2 separate regions of the Salmo salar genome follow, and region 2 is linked to region 1. A link is a contact called in public Hi-C data. All regions are on one chromosome and are shown on one strand. Each heading gives the region's core, a stretch centred on a gene start, on an enhancer-like site or on the middle of the called end of the contact. The rest is flanking DNA. Distances are from core to core; before and after follow the strand shown.

The links. Hi-C and Micro-C count contacts between places; a contact is called where the count stands out from the background.
Region 2: a contact with region 1 is called in a Hi-C map of muscle, with 4 times the contacts expected there. The contact joins the promoter of LOC106611970 here to the enhancer-like site in region 1. A contact is called at or near these places in 2 of 3 Hi-C or Micro-C datasets (gill and muscle).

Annotation. Positions count from the first base shown.
Region 1 is chrssa09:78,181,781-78,185,515 of Ssal_v3.1, forward strand. It overlaps LOC106611969 (kelch-like protein 3), which reads right to left. Exons shown (of 15, transcript XM_014212693.2): 12 at 2,154-2,282; 13 at 1,067-1,207; 14 at 814-957; 15 at 1-627. The coding sequence ends at 599. Among protein-coding and RNA genes, the nearest start is that of LOC106611969, 13 kb to the right of the region's middle. Within about 2 kb of position 1,626, at least 2 of the 13 cell types and tissues checked have an H3K27ac peak or open chromatin away from gene starts, as enhancers often do. A contact at or near this core is called in muscle, where this site is marked.
Region 2 is chrssa09:78,220,416-78,224,150 of Ssal_v3.1, forward strand. It overlaps LOC106611970 (nucleotide exchange factor SIL1), which reads left to right and starts at 2,126. Exons shown (of 9, transcript XM_014212699.2): 1 at 2,126-2,421; 2 at 2,556-2,694; 3 at 3,268-3,376; 4 at 3,515-3,626. The coding sequence starts at 2,317. It also overlaps the pseudogene LOC106611973.

The sequences.
Region 1 (3,735 bases), core at 376-2,875:
GACTTGAGTCAGACTCAAGTACTACAACACTACCAGAGCTCATTGTCGGTTTGAGAGGCTTGTGTTAGCGCAATGTGTGTCTGCACGGTCACAGTCCCATGCCGCAGACTGACCGCAGTCTAGTTTCCCAGGCCAATCAACAACCTTCTTCTTGGTCATAGCTCATTTAGTCGATCCCTTAAAACAAGGCCAGTTTATTTCCCCCTCTGATCAGTTGTAAGGAGTCTGAGGGGAGTGAGGCCCTCCTAATACTAATGTAGCTAAATGGCCCCCTGTGAGGCTGCAGGAAAACAGGCCCCCTCCAGTCTTAAGACACTCTGATCCAGGCAGATTTGTTGAGTCTTGGGGTCATTTTGACCATGGAAGCCAATGTCTCTCTCAGGTCCACTCTGCCTAGAAGGAATGCAGTTAGAGTTACAGGGCTGAGACAGCAGCTCCGCTCTGCAGAGCACTGTCCGGGCTGGGGTTTCCCTCCCTCCTGAGCCACCCGTCAGGCTAGTGTTACTCCATGGAGTTGACTGTGAAATCAGACGTCTGTGTGGCTCCCTTTGATTGCTACCTGTGGCTGTGGGGTCCTGCTGCCATCGGGGCCTGATAGTCATAAAGGTTTGTCTATAACGGATACACCTTGAGTGGATATAGCAGGGTATATCAGGACATAGATTAATAACACACTAAATGCAGCATAACACATTCAACACCAAACCATCTCACGACCAACATGTCTTAATTCTTCAAAGGAGAAGGTTCTGAGTTTGGATGCAGAGACAAGCATTTGAAAGGTGGTATGAAAGGTCAAAGGTGAAAGTTTACCTGCATAGCTTCGGCCGTTGCTCATGTTGGTGGGGATGAGGCTCCACTTGTCTGTGGCAGGGTTGTAATACTCCACTGAGGAGAGGTTACACGAGCCGTCGTCTCCTCCGATCACATACAGCAGTCCGTTTATAGCACACACACCTGCATGAACACAGGGGAGGTTAGTGAGTCACACACACTCTACAGACAATGATATGCAGAACATTTGGGCATAGGGGAGTGTGTGTGTGTGTTGCATCAGGCTACTCACCAGCGTTCCTCCGACACATGTTCATGTCACACACCTGTCTCCAGGTGTTACTAGGTGGGTCGTACACCTCCACACTCTTCCTCACCAGGGGCCCATCATGACCCCCTGCTGCATACAGCTGCCCACTTAGCACCCCAACACCTGCACACACACACACACACACACACGTCTGGTTATATCTTTTCCCACATAAACACATATACTTGCACAAGCTACAGATGTTTCCCAGCAATAACTGCAGTCCATTAACTACCCACAAGGAGGAGCGATCACTTCCAGTAATTCTCTTGTTAAGTGGGCCATCTACCTCTACGGCAATTATCTTATTTCAGTGCTCATTGGGTTTAGATCGGTGTATGCCTATGCAAAGAAAACATTGCTTGCAGTGCATTAAAACCACATCCTGTGAGTATTGTCTCATTTTCACTGATGTGGTTGTGCTGTTCCCTCCTAGCTCCTGCTGCCAGTAAGTTAGTGAGCAGTAGAGTCCTGGATGAACCCAGGCAGTGTCCATAGGAATCAACGGGCTGCATTGTGTTGGTGCTACTTCCTCTGGCCAGCTGAGCGGACTGCACAATGAGCACAGGACACTCAAACACATTCAGAGCCAGGAGGCTCACACACAGAGAGGCCAATGGACCTCCACCAGATCACATTCAGAACAACAACCTTCACTGAGACAGAGACACTCTCACAGAACCAAACTAACAGAATGGGAGGGAAGAGACACAACAGAACCCTTTGGGAAAGAGAGAAACCATCCCAATAGAATATTTTTATTTACAAGACCTTGGGTCTTGTGACACCTTGCCGATTTCCAGGGATCTCTGTAGACAGTGAGAGTTACTGTGAGGTTAGTCGAGCCCATTACAACTCTATATATAGTCCTATACCACATATCATACTGCACAGCTCCATTACACATTCCCTGGACTTAAAGTCACAGCACTCCCATGTCTCTGTGGACACTGACAGTGTGAGTGCAGTGTGTCTGTACGGCACAGAGGTAGCATTGCCTGCTTCTAAACACGTAGGATAGCTAGTCTGTGATAAGGAGAGGGTTGTTGATGGTGAGGACTGTCTGCACCTGCCCCGCTGCGTCTGGTGCTCATGTCAGCCATGTAGCCCCACTGGTTACTGACTGGGTTGTACTCCTCCACCGTGCTGAGACACTGCCGTGACGCCCCGTCGTAGCCACCCACCGCATACAGCTTCCCTGTACAACACAATACACACCCACTGAGGAATACAACGAGGAACACATACAAAGAGATGCTCAAAGTACAACCGCAGACAGGAAACTGACAAATACACAGGCACAGAAACACTATAGACACTAAGTGGACAAAACATGAGGAACACCTGCTCTTTCTATTACATAAACTGACCCGGTGAATCCAGGTGAAAGCTATGATCCCTTATTGATGTCTCTTGTTAAATTCACTTCAATCAGTGTAGATGAAGGGGAGGAGACAGGTTAAAGAAGAAGCTTTAAGCCTTGAGACAATTGAGACATGCAAAGTGCCTTTAAACGGGGTATGGTAGGAGGTGCCAGGCGCACCGGTTTGTGTCCAGAACTGCAAAGCTGCTGGGTTTTTCACGCTCAACAGTTTCCCACGTGTATTAAAAATGGTCCATCCAGACAACTTGACATAACTGTGGGAAACATTGTAGTCAACATGGGCCAGCATCCCTGTGGAACACCTTCGATACCTTGTAGAGTCCATGTCCCAATGAAGTGAGACTGTTCTGAGGAGAGGGGGGGGGGTGCAACTCACTATTAAGGTGTTCCTAATGTTTGGTAGACTTTGATGAGAAGCTCTATATAGGAGGAGAAGCTCTATATAGACTCTGAGGAGAAGCTCTATATAGACACTGAGGAGAAGCTCTATATAGACACTGAGGAGAAGCTCTATATAGACACTGAGGAGAAGCTCTATATAGACACTGAGGAGAAGCTCTATATAGACACTGAGGAGAAGCTCTATATAGACACTGAGGAGAAGCTCTATATAGATACTGAGGAGAAGCTCTATATAGACACTGAGGAGAAGCTCTATATAGACACTGAGGAGAAGCTCTATATAGACACTGAGGAGAAGCTCTATATAGACACTGAGGAGAAGCTCTATATAGACTCCGAAGAGAAGCTCTATATAGACACTGAGGAGAAGCTCTATATAGACACTGAGGAGAAGCTCTATATAGATACTGAGGAGAAGCTCTATATAGACACTGAGGAGAAGCTCTATATAGACACTGAGGAGAAGCTCTATATAGACACTGAGGAGAAGCTCTATATAGACACTGAGGAGAAGCTCTATATAGACACTGAGGAGAAGCTCTATATAGACTCTGAGAAGAAGCTCTATATAGACACTGAGGAGAAGCTCTATATAGACACTGAGGAGAAGCTCTATATAGACACTGAGAAGAAGCTCTATATAGACACTGAGGAGAAGCTCTATATAGACACTGAGGAGAAGCTCTATATAGACACTGAGGAGAAGCTCTATATAGACACTGAGGAGAAGCTCTATATAGACACTGAGGAGAAGCTCTATATAGACACTGAGGAGAAGCTCTATATAGACACTGAGGAGAAGCTCTATATAGACACTGAGGAGAAGCTCTATATAGACACTGAGGAGAAGCTCTATATAGATACT
Region 2 (3,735 bases), core at 876-3,375, 39 kb after region 1:
GCAATTTTGCTGCCACCTGACCTAAAAATTGTATTAAGATACCTTTTTATAAGTATTATACTTTCCGGGACATTTTCCCGACAAAGCTGACCGCCTGGATTAAGGCTAGAATTGCTATTAGGAGAACCGTTGTAACTTACTGTATACAGTGTACCATGAGTCAGTGTGTAACTTGTTCTTCCGTTGCATGTACTGTATTAGATGCATGTCATTTAAGTACTAATAATGGTTTACAGCCTGCTGCCTTTGGGAACAGTTTAAATTACGGTTATCACCGTTTTAGCATTTCTTTTGTTCTTATTAACACATTTTGTCAACTGGTTTTGGAATTAGCCTGTTTACCTTCAATCTAATGGGGTGTAATGTATGGCGTATCACGTAGGCCTAGAAAAGTTGTTTGTAAATAATTTTTTTTATATTGTTTTACTATAAATGAAGACCACAGGGTTGTAAACCTCATCTGTATGGCTTTGCATTTGACAGCGTCTTTAAACAAACGGAATGGTTTGCAATTGCCTTTAGGTCTCTTTTAGCTGACTGTAAAATCAAGACTAGGGAGATGGAGAAGGAAGGCACTTAAATATTTTGGCTTGCTCATTCACTCTCTGAATGGCACACATACACAATCCATGTCTCAAAGCTTAAAAATCCTTCTTTAACCTGTCTCCTCCCCTTCATCTACACTGATTGCAGTGGATTTAACAAGTGACATCAATAAGGGATCATAGCTTTCACCTGGTCAGTCTGTCATGGAAAGAGCAGGTGCTCCTAATGTTTTGTACACTCAGTGTGTAATTTAACAGTTTGTAAATGTATTAATACAATGACGACAAAATATGGATTTCAGTCTGATTTAATCTCATTTAAGTGTTAAAATGACATTTTTGGTGAGATGCTTTTTAACCCCCTATCTGATATCAAAGCACAGTTTATCAGCATTTTTTTTGTATTTATTGTTAAATTAGTCTATGGGCAGTATTGGGAAGTGCTCTATCATCACTTAGTACTTAAATGATAATTAACACAATTTCACACACAACAAGGAGACCCATTGAGAAAGTTTTTTTAGTTGTATAGTCATCATACAGTATATTAACCCAGGATTAAATTATATTGCACAAAAATATAAACGCAACATGTAAAGTGGTGGTACGGCGTTTCATGGGTTAAAATAAAATATCCCAGTAATGTTCCATGCGCACAAAAAGCTTATTTCTCTCAAATTTTGTGCACAAATTTGTTTACATCACTGTTAGTGAGCATTTCTCCTTTGCCAAAATAATCCATCCACTTTACAGGTGAGGCATGTCAAGAAGCTGATTAAACAGCATGATCATTACACAGGTGCGCCTTGTGCTAGGGACAATAAAAGGCCACTCTAAAATCTGAAGTTTTGTCACACAACACAATGCCACAGATGTCTCAAGTTTTGAGGGAGTGTACAATTGGCATGCTGACTGCAGGAATGTCCACCAGAGCTGTTGCCAGAGAATTTAATGTTAATTTATTTACCATAAGCCGCCGACATACGTCGTTTTAGAGAATTTGTCAGTACGTCCACCGGCTTCACAACTGCAGACCACGTGTAACCAAGCAAGCCCTGGACCGCCAGTATAGATCAGGGTTAACCCGCTATAACCGACACACGCAAGAGTATTAGTCTCTTCTCCTGCTTATCTCTGTCTTCTGAGAAGAAAACACTATAGTTACTTTTGCATATGTTGTAAGATTCATATACATGTTTACAGTACCATAACTGTTCTGACAAACTGGTGAGATTTTCTATGTAGGCCTACAGTTACAATGATCTGCTGCCACGTTATGGAATATTCGATTTCTTGAAGAACCTCTAGAGGCTGTATATCAATTTGATCAGGGGCTTGTGGGGAACAATTTAATGCCATCAAATCTTTGCCACCCCGAGATGGGCCAATTTTTGGTATGGCACATGGGCTATATGTACAGTTGTCAGTTCATGTAATAATATGAAATAAAACTTCCAAAAAGACTGATGAAATGTAATGTAATTGCGTCACAAAGATCATACAGGGCTCTCCATTAGCCAATCCGATCGCATAGATTTGAAAACGAGTGACACTCTTTTAAATACGATTGGCTCCCGGTCGTGATGACAAATACCGTGGGAGTGGTCTAATTTCTGACAAGTATCAACGTTACACGTCCATGCATAAATCTGAAATGGTGTGGTCGGGTAAATAGATAGTGCAATGCGTCGTAGTTCACATGAATTGTATTTGTTACCCTATAGTGTTATGATATCGATATATTAGCTGTGTTAGCTATACTACAGCCAGTATGTTGACCGGATGCCTGAGAAAAGGAAGTAAATCTACCAGGCTGAAGATGGCACTCATGCTCTTAGTATTGAGTTGTCAATTCGTCCATGTTCTCAGCGAAAAAGTGAGTAGTTAATGATATACCTATACTCGTTATACTACTGTATAAATATATTGTTAAACAGTTTGTGTGTAGCCTACCAGAGTTTGATGAGTCTGTAGCCTACATGAGTCTGATCCAATCCCCTGGCCCTATAGTCTTCCTCTGCTCTGACTGTTGTGGAGAGCACTGAGACCAGCCTGGATGATGAGGATGCGCACCACATGGAGGAAGAGAGCGATCCTGAGGATTTGAATGTGTTCCGTCCCACGGATCAGTGGCAGTCTCTCAAACCAGGTGACTGTTTTTTAAAGTATTAATGCACAGGTGTCTCATGAAGTACACACAGTAGTAATACATGTATTTTATTAGGATCCCCCTTAGCGACTGTTAAAGCAGCAGCTACTCTTCCTGGGGTCCAGACAACATAAAACATGACATAATACAGAACATTTAATAGACAAGTACAGCACAAGGACAGAACTACATACATTTAAAATAAGAATACACACATTCATATATTTATGCCTTAGCATTCCATGCACCATGTACTCAGTATAGCAGAAATACTGCAGCCATTTATTTTCCCATATATTGTAATCCTTTACTCTACTGTTACAATTGCTTCGTCTAAACAGGTCCTGATATCCTAATCTCACAGCACTGTAAACACCAGAGAGAATCTCACAACATCAGGAATCATCCGTGTCCTTGGTTCTTCCGTTTGGTGTCAATAATAATATGAATAATCATGTCATTCATAGATGCCACTGAATGCAAGTGCAACACACAGAAACAAGAAACGGCATGGAGTATTAATGTGTATGGCAGAATCAAAAGTATTCACTGTACAATATTGTTATCACTCAGGCCAGGCAGTCCCAAGGGGCTCTCACGTAAGGCTCAACCTCCAGACAAGACAGAGGGAGGTCAAACTTGGGGAACATCAGATTCTCAAATACCAGATCGATGGACAAAGGTAAGGATCCTGTTAATGTTTCTGTCAGTTTGAAACACTGTAGAACATTTTTGCCATGTAGCTATTGTACAGTAGAAGGCCATACTATCTTTGCTTGAGATTACATCAGACTCACCACAGGTGTTTTCTCTGAGTCAGACAGGGGAAGGAGAACACACCAGGCCCATCCTTCAATGCTGAGGAGCTGAAGAAGGCTTTGAAAAATATAAAAGAAGGAGTGGATCCTGAAACTAGTGACAAAGAAGAGAAGGTATGGCCTGATTTGATGTGTCTATAGTCTCTTTTCACGGTGGAGACACGCGGCTGTGAAATGAGATGGGATCACAGAGGCATTCGTCTATCTTTGATTTCCTTCTCGG